Linked DNA regions of Anas platyrhynchos: region 1 is linked to region 2. The links are chromatin contacts, called in public Hi-C maps. All regions are on one chromosome and are shown on one strand. The core of a region is the stretch at or near the end of the contact, and the rest is flanking DNA. Distances in the headings are between cores, read along the strand shown.

Evidence for each region. A called contact is a pair of places that touch in the nucleus more often than the background predicts.
Region 1: a contact with region 2 is called in a Hi-C map of skeletal muscle, with 1.8 times the contacts expected there. The contact joins the enhancer-like site here to the promoter of NSD1 in region 2. A contact is called at or near these places in 2 of 8 Hi-C or Micro-C datasets (liver and skeletal muscle).

Annotation. Positions count from the first base shown.
Region 1 is chr14:9,711,271-9,718,332 of IASCAAS_PekinDuck_T2T, reverse strand. It overlaps NSD1 (nuclear receptor binding SET domain protein 1), which reads right to left. Exons shown (of 23, transcript XM_038186558.2): 23 at 1-3,705. The coding sequence ends at 1,376. Among named protein-coding and RNA genes, the nearest start is that of RAB24, 11 kb to the left of the region's middle. Within about 2 kb of position 5,067, at least 3 of the 8 cell types and tissues checked have an H3K27ac peak or open chromatin away from gene starts, as enhancers often do.
Region 2 is chr14:9,658,118-9,665,097 of IASCAAS_PekinDuck_T2T, reverse strand. NSD1 (nuclear receptor binding SET domain protein 1) reads right to left here and starts at 3,072. Exons shown (of 23, transcript XM_038186558.2): 1 at 3,048-3,072; 2 at 964-1,661. The coding sequence starts at 1,641.

The DNA.
Region 1 (7,062 bases), core at 3,818-6,317, 51 kb before region 2:
ACCCCCAGCTTCTGCCCCAACGCTGGGGCGAGCTGCTCGCGGCAGGCTGGACACCCACCGGGTGACAGAAGGGCTCCTCAGCCGGAAAAGGGCGAAGAGGAAAGAAGCCAGGCAGCTGCTCGAGCCCCGTGTTCCAGTGTGAGAACTACGATTGGGTCGGAAGGACACACACGCGCACACACACACACGCACACCGACACAGTCCAGTTAATTCAAGTCTCCTTTGGTTGTAGGTGAGCGAAGCTGGAAGCTACCCGAGGGGAAGGTGCAGAACGGGTCCTGAACACACACAGCACCCTCGCCCCCGCGCTGCAAAGTCAACGACAGGCTCCGACTGCAGCTCTGCAACGCCCCACGCTGCCGGGAAGACCTGGTGGGATGCGAGCACGTCCTGAACGCGTCCGAGGCGAGGGGAGAAAAGACCACGCGAGGCTGCTGGCTCACGGTGCTGGCACGAGTCACCGAGAGACTGGATGGAAACGTCAAGGGGAGCACCGACACCAGCACAGCACCGGGGGAAGTCCCTCTGCCTGCCTCTGCTACTGCTGCTTTACAGGTCTGGGTGTTGGCAGGAAGCACGCCGCGTGTCCCGCGCTAAAGGGTGAAGACACAAGAAGGAAAAACCCGCCAGATGGCTTCTTCCAAGATCTTTCTTGTTCCCTGACCTCCTTCAGATTTCCCGCTCCTGGGGCCTGGGCAGTCGCAGCTTTGTATCGAGGAGCCTCCGTGGATACTGCCTATTGCTGGAGAAAACCGCAGCGAGCGGGTGCGGGAGGCTCCTCTCCTAACAGCCGGCACCACGCCTGTCCCTGGCGCGCCGCGCACGCAGCACGTCCCGGTGAACACACGGACAGAACCTCGCAAAGCAAAACCCCGCAGGGCAGACAGATAAACCCCTTCCCTGCCTCCGCAGAGGTCGGCAAGAGAGTACGCGCCTGGCTGCTCACCATCCGAGCCCTGAAACCTCTCCGATCCCGGGGCAGCCTGACGGATCTGCTTCCTCTAAATACAGTTAGACAGGGCGAGGCCCCTCGCTGTACGCGGGAACCTGCCCAAGAATTGGACCTGGAGCTTGAACACGCTGGATCAGTAATGTGACCATTTCAGTGGAATTTGAGGTTTTACCCAGAGTGGACTCTTTATTTCAGCTTTACCATTCGCAAAAGGAAGAGGAAAAGCTCACGGATGCTCTCTCCCTTTGGCTGGGCCACACTCAGACTGAAAGTGAATGTCCTTGCTCACGTCACGAGAGAATATGGATGGGATGTGCATGGGTTAGGGGCTGGGCTCAGGGAAGTGAATAAAGAAAACAAAACAAAGAATCCCCCTCCCTAAACATTAAAAGACTGAAACCTGCCTCCCATGTTCACCGACCTCACTTTGGCTCTGAGTCAGCCAATTCGTGACAGACAGAATCCTGGTTACGGGCTAGCGCTGCGTTCTGTTCAGGCAAAGGGTCCTGCCCCCGAGGAGTATGTACTTTTCCAGCCAGCCAAGAAATCTGGTCAAGAGTCTGAATGTTTGTGACAATCCACTGCGTCTGCTCCGGGGGCACCGGCGCTTCCCTGGCAGGCCGGGGGGTCTGCTCGAACGCACGCAATCTCTCTGATGTCCAAGGGGTTTGCTCGGCGGGGGCTGAGGCCACTTCCCAGACAGGCTGCAGGGTCGGCTCCGGTAGCTTCTCCGCTGTCCGGGGTGACTGCTCGGCAGGCGTCAGGGCTTTGGCGGCGGGCCAGTGGCTTTGCTCGTGTGTCTGCAGCTTCTCCGTGGGCCAAGGTAACTGTCCGACGTGCGGCACCGCCTTCCCAACCGACCAGGAGATCTGCTCGCTGGCTAACAGGGTCCTCTCCTTCTGCTGGGGGTTGAGCTCCGCGGCGGGCGCTGCCCTCTCCTTGGGCTGGGCGTTCTGGTCGACGGGCCGCAGAGCCTTCTCCGACAGCAGCAGCCTCGGGGCCGATGCGGCCGGGGGCTTCTCCAAAACTTGGGGCCGAGGAGCCACGGCGGCAGCCAGCTTGTCTGAGGCCTGAGGCCACGGGGCCGTAAGAGCCAGGGGCCTCTCCAGGAGCTGAGGCCGAACGGCCCCGGAGCTCGGAGCTTTCTCTGGAGGCAGGACCCGCAGCGCCCCGGCATCGGGAGCCTTCTCCGGAGGCAGGGGCCGCAGCACGCCGGGGTTCAGAGCTTTCTGCGTGACGGGGATCCGCAGGGCCCCCGAGCCCAGAGCCTTCTCCATGGGCAGGACGTGGGGCGAGCGGGAGCCATGGGGCTTCTCCAGGGGCAGCGGACGTGGCACCCCTAAGCTGGGAGCCTTGTCTGTGGGCAGGATCCGCGGCATCCCCAAGGCAGGAGGCTTCTCTGCAGGCAGGGGATGGGGTGTCCCGGAGCCGGGAGCCTTCTCCGTGGCCAAAACCCGTGCTGCCCCGGAGAAGGAAGCCTTCTCTGGAGGTGGAGGCCGCGGCCCCCCCAGTCCAGAAACCTTCTCCGTGGGCAGGATCCGTGAGACCGGGGAGCTGGGGGCGTTTTCAACGGGCAGAGGCCACAGCACCCCAGGGCTGGGAACCTCCTCCGGTGCCGGGGCGTGTTGCACCACAGAGCTGGGAGCCTTCTCCGCGGGCTGAGGCTGCAGACTCTGGGCAGCAGCTTTGCTCAGCAGCTGAGGCTGATCGGCCACGGGAGCCTCATCCACGGGCTGTGCCTGCAGGGTCCCTGCCGTGGCGAGAAGTCTGTCCGCCAGCTGAGGGTGCAGGCATTTTGTCGGAAACTCATCCAGCAGCTCGGGCTGCTGGGTCCCGCTGTCGCCGAGCGACTTGTCCGCTAGCTCCAAAACCTCAGCGGCGGCAGGAGGCTCCTCCGACAGCTGGAGCTGCAGGGCAGCGGCAGGACCGAGCGCCTCGTCCGACGACTGGGGGCTGCCCGGAGATTTGCTGGGCAGAGGAGGCTGCGAGGCGTCGCTGGGAGCCTCGTCCAGCGGCCAGAGCACGGCGTTGGCGGGAGGTTTGTCGGGCTGCTGAGGTTTCAGCGCGACGATGATGGGCTGCTTCTCCGACTGCAGCCTGAGGGACAGGGCAGCCTGGGGCCTGTCCGACGGCTGCAGGCGGAGCGAGAGGGTGGTGGGAGGTTTGTCCGAGGGCTGCAGCCGGAGGGAAAGGGTGGTGGGGGGTTTGTTGGACGGCTTCAGCCTCAGCGACAAGGTGGTGGGGGGTTTGTTGGAGGGCGGCAGTCTCAGCGCCAGGGCGGCGGGCGGTTTGTCTGGCGGGGGCAGCCGCAGGGCCAGGGTGGTGGGGGGCTTGTTTGAGGGCTGCAGCCTCAGGGCTAGGGTGGTGGGGGGCTTGTCTGACGGCGGCAGCCGCAGCGCTAGGGTGGCAGGGGGCTTTTCTGGGGACTGCAGTTTGAAGGCCGGAGGCTGAGGTAGCCTGTCCAAAGGCTGCACGCTCAGGTCTGTGTCTGCAGGCGGCTGCTCTGCCGGCTGGGGGTCATCGCCGTTAGTCAGTGCTCCCATGGGAGGCACGTACTCACGGATTTCTCCTGGCTCTAGGGGGTTAGGGCCGCAGGGATCATGCTCTGTGCAGCACAAGCGTCCGTCCAGCTTGGAGATGAAGAGCATGCCTTCCCGGTGCTGCTTGCAGAAGGATCTGGGGCACATCTCGCAGAAGGAAGCCGCTTCCTTACCGCACATGTCACACTGATGCCACGGGCACTCCCATTTTCCTGCAGCACAAACACAGGAGAAAAGACAGAACTTAGCAGTGGTATAAAGGGAAGATAACGAGGCCTGCTGCAAAGAGTTTGAGGGCAAGAGGCAACGCCCCTGTAAGACTCCGATGCAATTCTACACGTTCTTCTCAGATCCTGCCATAGCTCCTAGGCTAGAAGGGCAGCTAACAGGAATCTGCATCCTTGGAAGCAACACAGGAAATCATAACTGCAACAAACATAAGCTCTGCCAGGTCGGACCGAAAGTCCATCTGGCTCCAGTATGACACAAACCAGTACGGGTCCCTCGGGAAAAGAAGACAGCCCCAGCTTGTACTTCTCTGTGTCTCCTGTTTCCAGATGAGAGCAACAGTATCTGCGCAGAATACACCCAACAGACTTTAAGTAGATATTTCAGGTTCATCTTAAGTCTTTGTTTAGTTCTGGGCCAACATCCTCCCTTCCTGTTTATCACAAAGTAGTGCTCAGAGAGCAGAGGACATCAGGGAGCAGGTTTCTCTTGTCTCCATACCCAAAGACATCTTTAACCCTGTGCACGGACATGATAAAAACGCTTCTTATCATAAAGCCAAGCTGTGCCCCGAGCAGCTCAGTGCCCACACGGAATCTTTTCACCACCAGTATCAACGCCATCATGGAGGAAAACAAATAAGCAAGTCAGCATGACAGCAGAGAGATTGTTTCCTCCACTTGAAGCTGGATCTCATCGGTCCAGCTCCCTGCTCCCCTCAGCCAAGGCTGCTGCTGTCTCTGCCAAAAGCTTCTCATCAGCTTTAAGGCCCTGAGGGACCACTTGTACCCAGGGCACACAAGGCAGAGGCTCTGCCCTCTCACCACGGGATCAGCGTGGCTGCCTTTCCAAAGACTCTCTCTTCTGCCTCTGTGCTCCCCTCAGTGCCCCGTGTTCCCCCTGGCTCCTCATCCTGCTGCAAAGAGCAGCTCCTTGCATGGCAGCCCCCCGGCACCTTGAGCACAGCCACGGGCATCTGCACAAGCAGCGGCAGAGGGCAGCCGTGGGCACCAGCAGAGCACTTCCCACCGCTCTGAACCAAGCCCACATACCCGTGGTTTTTGCTACCAGCTCTTTTGCAGAGGCTGGCAGGCTGCAGCACCGCGCTGAGCAGCTGTGGTCATCTCCTGGTGCTGTTGTGCAACATCAGCTTTCCACTCCCCCCCTCTCCTGCTGCTTTTCCCCCTGGGCTGAAGAAAACACGCAGTAAGTTTTTCCCCTCCTTTGAAGCCAGTCCAAGGCTTCTGTTCTGGTCTTAAATATGTACACAGATTCTGTGTGCCTTTTCCAGTTTCTTGACATCATTTTCAGGGCAGGGTTGTTTAAAATTACATGTGTTCTCCCCTGTCTCAGGCTCGTGGTGCTGCAGCGTGGGTTATATCACTGCTCCCCGTCGGTGTGCACTGAGCCCCTTCGCACCGCAGGGCAGGGCGAGCTCTCGTGGTGCACTGCTGCTGAGCGGAGAGCAGCCACTCTGAACACTCACTTTGACCAGCGGAAAGATTCTGGAATTATTTAAGAGGTCACTTGTAGAGACGGAAAATAAAGTCAGTCAAAAAGTGCCAGTGTGTTTCAGGATGGGTAAATCGTATCAAACCCACTCTAATGGTCTCTGACAGGATAAAAAGGCTAATGAATAACCGTCTCTCCAGAGACAGCCCAGAGCTGAGGAGCTCCTGGAAGCAGGATCGCACCATTAGTAACATGCAAACAAGCAGGAAATTCCAATTACTTAACAGCAATGCCCATGACAGAAGAAATATTTGAAGTATAAAAGAGACAAACCTTTGATGTCCTGTATATATGTATATATATTCCAAGGAACAAGCTAGGAAAATAACTGCCTACGTATAAAAATGGTAAAAGGGTTACAAAAGGCTGAAAATTGTTCTCAAAACCAGCTATTAGTGGTCTTCTGGCAAAGCTAGGAGTCTTTTCAAATGAGGTGCTTCAGGAGTCTAATTTAGCTTATATTTTAATTTTCATTTCTGGAAGCAGAATACCAAGTACTCTTACAGCCTCATGGTTATCTGCACGGTCCTGGAAGGAACTGCAGGAATCTGCTTAGGCAGGCTCAGAATTCATTTGGTATCGATAAACCGGACAAATGCTCTTGTACCAAAGAGGTGCAATTAAGTAAAGCAAGAGCAGGGCAAAGAAGGATTGTAGGAGGAAGAAATAGAATAAATATGTGAAGAAGATCAAGACAACACGACTCAAGGATGATAGGGCAAACCACAAACTGAATATAAAGGTATTTTTGCTAAGCAAGTCGGATCTCATTTCCTGACAAATTTTATGTAAAGCACAAAATAATATTCTGTTCTGTCAGTTGAGCACAATCTCAGTTGCAATACTGTTAAAAATACATGTTACCAGAGTTAACAAAAAAAAAAAATACGAAGGGAAATGGGACACATTCCAGAACACACCAAGAATAATAATTTTCAGAAAAATAAGAGCTGCAAGGAAAGGCTGTTCATTTCATCTGGAAATGCACTTAGGAGATAAGAGTCCTCCAGTATGCAGAAGAACGGATAGCGGGGAGGTGGCAACCCATTGTTTTTTCACTTCAGTCTCTTAGGAGAAGCTTTTCCAATGGAAACCCAGAGAACAGGCTAAATGCTAAAGCCTCCAATAAAGAAGAATCTAAAGCACATGAGAAAGCCTGCCAGGATGTTTGAACGTCCTGTCTTAGCACACAAAAAATGAGAATAGAAAGGTGATGTTTAGGACACTCTCACCCTCAGTTATTGTTTCCACAGGAAGGACCTGTGCTCCTTGCAGGCTTTTACATCACATTTGTTCAGTGCTCAACCCAAGCTACTCTGTATAAATACAAAATTCTCCCCAAAACTTAACACACACACACTTTCTGCAGAATATGTTGCTAGCACTTGTGTATGTTCTGTTAGTCACAGCTGAAGGTGTTGGATGCTGAGCTCTGACTCCCTGCGGAGCTCCAGCAGAAGCCCTGCTGCAGCCACTCTCCTGACAGGTGGCTTCAGAGACCTGGTTACACGCTTCCAGCCTGCCTCAGGTGTGTTCAGAGAGGATTTCTAATAATGATGATGCTTACAGTATTAAATCAGAAGTGCTACAACTCCCTAAACCAATTACTTCAATGCGAATCCCTTTATTAACTGAATTTATAATTTCATCAAGCCTACTTAAGTGTTTTGCTGAGGTATTCTGCTTCAAAAACTTATATGGCATTGGTTATATTCTTACCATTTAATTCTACAGTACTTGATCCCTTGTCAGGCTAACCGAGACTCAGGTCAGACTTTTCCCTTTCTGAGTATCAGTTAAACCTAAACACTCATTGAAGGTCCCATGAA
Region 2 (6,980 bases), core at 1,823-4,322:
TTTCCAAATCTCAGCATCAAATAGTGCTTTAAACCCAGAGTACGGACACTTAAGTTTAGAAAAACATTTTTAAAATATTCAAGATCTCTACGAACTTAAATATATCTAGAGGGTATGTACGTATAAATGCTGAACCTCAACTTGATGAACCCCAACTCAGCGATGAAACCAGTCAAAAGTTGCGCTTGCATTCAAAAATGAGCTGTACACACATCATGTGCCTCTAACCACCATCAGCACTCTAAGGCCTGGACCAGCTTTGCTCATTAAGCACATCTGAAAACCAGCTAATGGAATTTGTGAGCGCAGGGCGAAATTAGAAAGAACCAAAAAAAAAAAAAAAAAAGCCTGCCTGAATAACGGGCAAGGCCTCCCAGGCGAGGCCATGCCACAGCCCCTCCCTAGCAATCGGGAAAGTCTGCAGCTTGGGCAACTTGCGCTAACCCAAACAAAGAGCGCAGGCTGATAGAGCTGGAAAAAAATAAAAAAAGAGATGCTAAGAGAGGAGAAAGGTCTCCTCTCCTTGACATCATTATGCGCACCAGGAAACAAGCTGGTAACGGGGACGAAAAAAAAAACACACAGAGAAAACCTCTGGCACAACTTTGCGAGCATCCTGCTCCCGCCAAGCACCGATGTCAACGACGGGGAAAAAACACCGGGAGGTGTCCTGGGGGGCAGCCCCGGAGCCCCGCGGTGAAGGTGAGGCCGTGACACGGGGCACGGCCCGGGCCCGGCGGCCGCGCTGGTGTCAAAACTGTCCCCGCGGCAAGATGGCTGCCAGCGGCCGCCCGAAGATGTCAGCTGCCAGCAGCGGGCCCGCGCCGGCCCCCGCAAAATGGAGCCCCGGCTTCCCCCCCTCGCCGCCTGCCTCCCTCTCTCCCTTCCCTCCTCGTTTTGCTTTTGCTGCTGCTGCTTCTTCTTTTTCCTCTCCTCCCGCTCCCCCCCTCTCCCGGTGCTTACGAGCTGCAGGGCCGCCGTGGCGGAAGGCTCGGGTTTGTCCCCCCCGCCGTCCAGCAGCGGCAGCTCGGCTCGCTGCAGGCGGGGCGGCGGCTCCGGGCTGCCGGGGCCCCGCTGCGGCCCCGCACGGCTCTGCTCCGCCGCGGCCCGCTCCCGGGCACCACCGGCGGCCTCCTCGTCTTCGTCCTCCTCCTCCTCTTCGTCGTCGTCGTCCTCCTCCTCGTCCTCCTCCTCCGGCGTCTCGGCGCCTTCTTCCCCCTCCTCCTCCTCCTCCTCTTCCTCCTCGTCCTCCTCCTCCTCGTCCTCCCCGTCCGGGAGGAGCAACGGGAAGGCCGGGGGGGCCCCGTCTGCAGCCGGGCCGGGGCCGTCGGCGCCTCCCGGCGGGTCCCCGGGGCCGCGGGGGGGCGGCGAGCCGGGGTCGGGCAGGGCCTCAGCGCCGTCGGCGGCGCCGCCGAGGTACTCGGCGTTGATCATGGAGGCCAGGTCCTGCAGCCGGCGCAGCGGGATGTAGCAGGACGACGGGTCCTGGCCGTACACGGGCTTGGCGGCCGCCAGCTGCATGGCGGGCGGCTCGGGGCCGCGGGCCTCGCCGAACGGGCCGCCCTTGGGCTCGGCGGCCGCCAGCGAGGTGCCGAAGGGGACGAGGCAGCTGCGGCGGCTCACTTCGCAGGCCTGCTCCATGCCGGGCGGCGGGCATCCACCTGCGGGCACAGCACAATGGGGTCAGCCCCGGCCGCCGACACAAAATGGCAGCCGCGCCCGGGGCCCGCTCGGCTCGGCTGGGCTCGGCGGGCGGGCAGGCAGGCGGCCGCCCGGCCTCCGCCGCGCTAGGCCCGGGCTCGAGGCCCGCCGCCCGGCTCGGCTTGGCCCGGCCCGGCTTGGCCCGGCTCGGCGAGGCTCGGCTCAGCTCGGCTCGGCTCTGCTCAGCCCTTCTCGCTCCGCCGGGCAGCGCTCACCTGCGGCCGCCGCGGCCGGCTCGCCGCCTGCCCCCGCTGCGGGCCGATCGGGAGGAGACGCGCCGACCCGGCCCGGCCAGGCCCCGCCAGCGCCGCTCCGCCGCCTCCCTCCTCCTCCTCCTCCTCCTCCTCCTCCTCCACCTCCCTCCCCCGCATGCGCGCTCCCGACGCCGCCGCCATCCCGCCGGCGCGCGCCCCACGCGCGCGCCCGCTCCGGGGGGGGGGTCGGTGGCGGCCAATCAGCGCGCGCCCGCGCCCCCCCCTTCCCCCGTGTCCCCCCCCCCTCCCCATCCCGGACCCCCCCCCCTCCCATCTGCCCCCCCCCCCCCCCCCGGGTCCGGGGCTATGGGGGGGGGAGGAGGGGAGGGGGCGCTCAGTGCTGCCCCCCCCCGGCCCGCCCGGTGCCAGCGGCCGCCCGCCCGGCCCCGCTCCCACCTGCGGCCCGGCACGGCCCGGCCCGGCCCCGCGCACATGGCGGCCCCCGGCCGGCCCCGCGCCCTCGCCTCCATCTTAGGTGGCGGCGGGCACCGGGCGGCCCCGAGCCGAGCCGAGCCGGGCCGGGCCGGGCCGGGCTGCGGTTGTATGGCCCGGCCCCGTGCGCTGCGGTCGTGCCTCACCTGCGGGCCTCGCTGCCCCCGGTTCCCCCCCCCCCTCATACACCCGCACCCACCCCCGGTCCACCCCGGTCCTGCGGGGAGCAGCGGCGGCGGAGCGGGCGCCAACAAAATGGAGGCGGCCGGGCCCTGCGGCCCCGACCCCGGCAGCCCAACCCTCCGCGGGGCGGCCGCACCAACACCGGGCCGGGGGCCGCGGGGCTCCGCCGCCGCCTTCCCCCCGCTATTGTCCGCCTCGCCCCGCTCCCCCCCCGCCCGCTGCCTCCCCCCCCCCCAGCCCCCCACCCCTCCACTTCCCGGTTCCACCGGGCTCGTACCGGGGCCTCGCCCCGCCGGGAGGCCGCGGCCTTAGCGGGTCCCCGGCCGGCTCCGCGATGCCGGGCGGGCAGCGCCGCTCCCTCGCTCCCCGCCGCCCTCCGAGCGCCGCCACCGAGCGCCCCCCCCCCCCTCTCCCCGGTTCCCCGTGCATCCACCACCACCCCCCCGGGGCGGGCAGCGGCGGCGGCTCCGTCGCTACCTCCTGCTGCCGGGGCCGGGGTCTCCGCCACCGCGAGCGGCGAGGAGCGGGGCCGGGCGCCGAGCAACGCCACGCCGCCGCCGCACCGGCAACGGGGGGGTGCGAGGGGGGGGGGAGAGAGCGGCGGCCCGGCGGGGGGCAGCGCCGGGATGGGGCTGGGTTCCCCGGGCAGCGCCGGGGGGCAGGGCCCGGCTGCCACCCCCCCGGGGTGCCCGGAGGGAGGTTGGGGGCTGCGGGGGGGGGGTGCGGTGCCCTCCCGGCTGGCCCGGGGGTTGCCTTTCGGGGGTTTGTTCCCCGAGGGGGCACCGGGGATGTCGGCAGCCTGCGGGCACTATCGGTGCCCGGTGCGGCCAATAATGCAAATAATGCCCCGGTGCAAATAACGCCCTGCGTGGAGCGCCCTGTCATGAATAAACCACAGCAAATGGCTCCTGACCCACAGCGCGGGCACGGCACGGCCTCGCACCCGGCCTCACGCCCCGCCACCTCCCTGCCCGTGCTCGCTGCTGGCCCTCGGGCACACAGTTCGCCCCGCAGCGCCCACGTCCCAGTGGGCACCATCCCGCTGCAGCCACCCCGTCAACATCAGGGCCACGCCGAGGTCCCCATCCCGGTGTCCCCACTTCGGCGTGACACCACGCTGGGGCTCGCTGCCGCACACCCACGGAGGGTGGAGTGACTTGGCAGGAAGCGCCACGGCCGGAGGCTCGGCTTGTGGTTGTTTGTACCGCCGACCGTGGGGCTTGGCCGGCCTCGGTGCCGCTGTGGGAGCCGTGCCCGCGCCGTGCCCGGTGGTGCCATGCAGACACCCAGTCCGTGCCGGCGGGGAGCGATCCCGTGCCACCCAGCTCCCTCGGGGCGGCCCAGCCCGCGGCAGCCGCACCCTCGGCACGCGGGGCCCAGGCACCGACTTTCCCTCCTTCCTGCTCAGACCTGTCACGTGCGTTTCCGTCCCGAAATGAAGCAGGAGGTTTTATTTAGAACCCCCCCACACACACCCCCCCGGGGCGGGCAGGGCTCGGTGCAGGATGAGAGCACCCGCAGCCACGCAGCCTGCCCTAGCACCGGGGTGCCTGGTGAATGGGGGCTGCTGTGGTGTGGGGACGAGGTCGAGGGGTGTCCCCACAAAATGGGGGCCGCGTGCAGGCCCCTGGCTGTCACCATCTCCTCTCGTGCTGGTTATAGCACTGGTTGACCAGGGAGATTTGGGGCCGCAGGCTGGGCGCCTCACAGTGCCCCCCACATGCTGGGGGCTGAGCTCACAACCACGCAGCGTGGCCACCACCTCACCCCATGGGACGCTGCTGGGCAGGGGCTGAAACCCCCAGGCAGCAGCACCCCGATGGCTGGGGGCACATCTCTAGCCCCCTACCCACAATCCCAGCACCCAATCCATCCCCACGGCCGTGACGGGGAGCAGGACCGGGGCCGCCACGGCTCGATCCCGCTCCCGCCGTGCCGCCGCCCCCGCAGCACGGCCCCCTCCCGGCTCCTCTCTTCCAGCCATGGGGCTGCCAAACGGCACCGGGGCCGCGGCGCTGCCGCCCGGATGCGTGCTGCAGGGGCTGCGACCCCGCAGGGCTTTGTCTGTGGGAGCACGGTGAGGCCTCCCCGGTATGGCCTCCGCGGTACGGCCTCCCCGGTGGGGCCTCCCCGGTGGCCGGCTTCACCCGCTTGGCTCCCCGCACTGCCGCCAAGGCCAAGTGGCCCTCGGGAGCAAGCGGCCGAGCCGTGGCTGCCCGATCCCAAGGGGATGCCTGGAGAGGCTCCTGCGGAGGACAGCGGGGTGGGATGGGGGCCGGGGGATGCATCATGGCCCCGGGGAGCAGCGCGGGGCCCAGCACAAAGGGCCGGGCCCGCGGGGTTGGCGCATGGCCGGCGAGCGCGGGCGAAAGGGTTAAGGCTTGCGGCGGGCAGGAGGAGGGCTGGCCCGGCCGGGGGAGGAAGGAAGCAGAGGAGGAGAGGAGAGGGGAGAGGAGAGCGGGGAGCATCCTGCCCAGAGGCCCCTTTCCCCCCCGTGGGGTGGGGAAGAAGCTCGGGAAACCGCCGGGGATGGGAGCAGGGCGGCGGGCTGGGCTCAGCTCCGGTGGGGAGAGCCGCACGCATCTGCTGCTCACCGGGTGCTGTGCCCCAAAAACCTGCCTGCGGCCCCAAAACCTTGCCTGGGGCGACCCCAGGATATTTGGGGGGGGGGCAAGACCCCCAGAGCCAGGTGCTGGGGACAGGGACCCATGGAGAGGGCAAGGTGGGGTGGCACAGGATGGTTCCCCCCCCAAAATGGCTTAAGGCATGGCAGTGGGGGCTCCAGCTCCATGCCCCCATGAATTGGGGAGGGGGCACAGCCCATGGGGGGGGTACAGCCCATGGGACTTCCACCCCCCCCAGCCTTCAGGTGCTGCCACCGCTGTGGGAGCCCGGTGCGGGTGGGAAACCACGGCCCAAGCCCCCCGCCCGTCCTCCCACCGGGTTCGTCCCGGCCCCAGGAGCCGGGGGGGGTGCGGGCAGATTGGGGGGGGGCTCTCAGCGCCGCCCGCCCGGTGCGGAGCTGCCGCGGCCGGCCAGGAGATGGGGCTCGCAGCCCGGCTTCCCCGCACCGCCACCGCCACCGGCACCGGCAACGGGACGGGGGGCACGGGTGGGGGGCGTGGGGGAGATGGGGGGGGGCGCGGTGCTCGCGTGGGCGTGGGGAGGAGAGAGAGGGGGCTCGGGGGGAGCCCGGGGTGGGGGCTCAAGGGGCTCAGGGTGTCCGGGGGGGGCAGCAGCCGCCTGTCCAGGGCTGTGTCCACGGGAAAACGCGGCCCTGAGTGGGTCCCCGTGGGTCCTTCCCCTGTCCCCGTGGGGCTCTGCCCTTCCCCTCCGCTGCCCAGAGGGCGGGGGGCAGGGGTATGGGAATGAAGGGGGCTCAACCCCAGCCCGGGGGCAGAGGCTATCTGCAGCCCACAAAAGCCAGATTCTCCCCCAAGATAAAATCCCAGAGCTTTTGTTTAGGGGAAAAAAAAAGACAAGGGCACCTCCCGGCCCTACAACAGCCGGTCGTTAAGGGAAGGCATCTCCAGTGAGGGGCTGGAATGAGGAATTGGGGCTCGCCCCCACATTGCCCCACGGACACCGGACTGGGGAGGGGGCCGAGAGGGACCCCAAGACCCCCGGGGACCCTCAGGAGGCGGCTGAGCCCTGGGCAGGCTCTGGCTGGGGGATGGCGTGTGGGAACGGTGCCTCAGGAAACCAGCGGGATTTACTGGGCTACACGCTAAATCCCCCTCACAAAAGGGGCCTGTTCGTGGGGACAGGATGCCGGTGGCTCAGCCACACTTGTTTGGCCAGCAGAGCCTGGCGGATTAAGGACAATTGGTTCAGCCCTGACAGAAAACACCAGGAATGTTAAACAATAAAACCGCCTCCAGTTGTTGCGGGGCTGCGGGATGCCCCGGGACGCCTCCGCTGCCCCGTGCCCCCCGCCACAGCCCCGTGCTCCTGCCCCAGCCCTGCTGCTGAGCCTGCTCTGCTCCACCAACACCAGCACGGGGTGCTCGGGTGTCCGGGGACGGGGCAGCCCCAAGCAGAATGGACACACTGCTAGGACCCCAAAAGCATTGCTGGTGGCCCCAAAAGCAGTGCCGGGTGGCTGGCGGCCCCAAAAACATCACCAGGTGGCTGGTGGCATGAGTGCACGGGCTGCAAGGATGCACACTCACCTCGTGTGCTCAGCAAGGGGGAAGGAAGCAAAACCCCATGGGGTTACAACCTCTGCTGTCCCCATCCCACCCCAAGCCCTGGGCACAGGGGGTGCGAGGTACCCCCACGTGCCATTAGGGAATCGATGAATCCCCCTCCTTGTCCCCCCTTTGCAATCTCCCTTTTCCAGGGAAGTGCCAAGGAAGCAAATCCCCTGCACAGCCCCGTCCCCAGGCACCCACGGGTCCGGGTTTACCC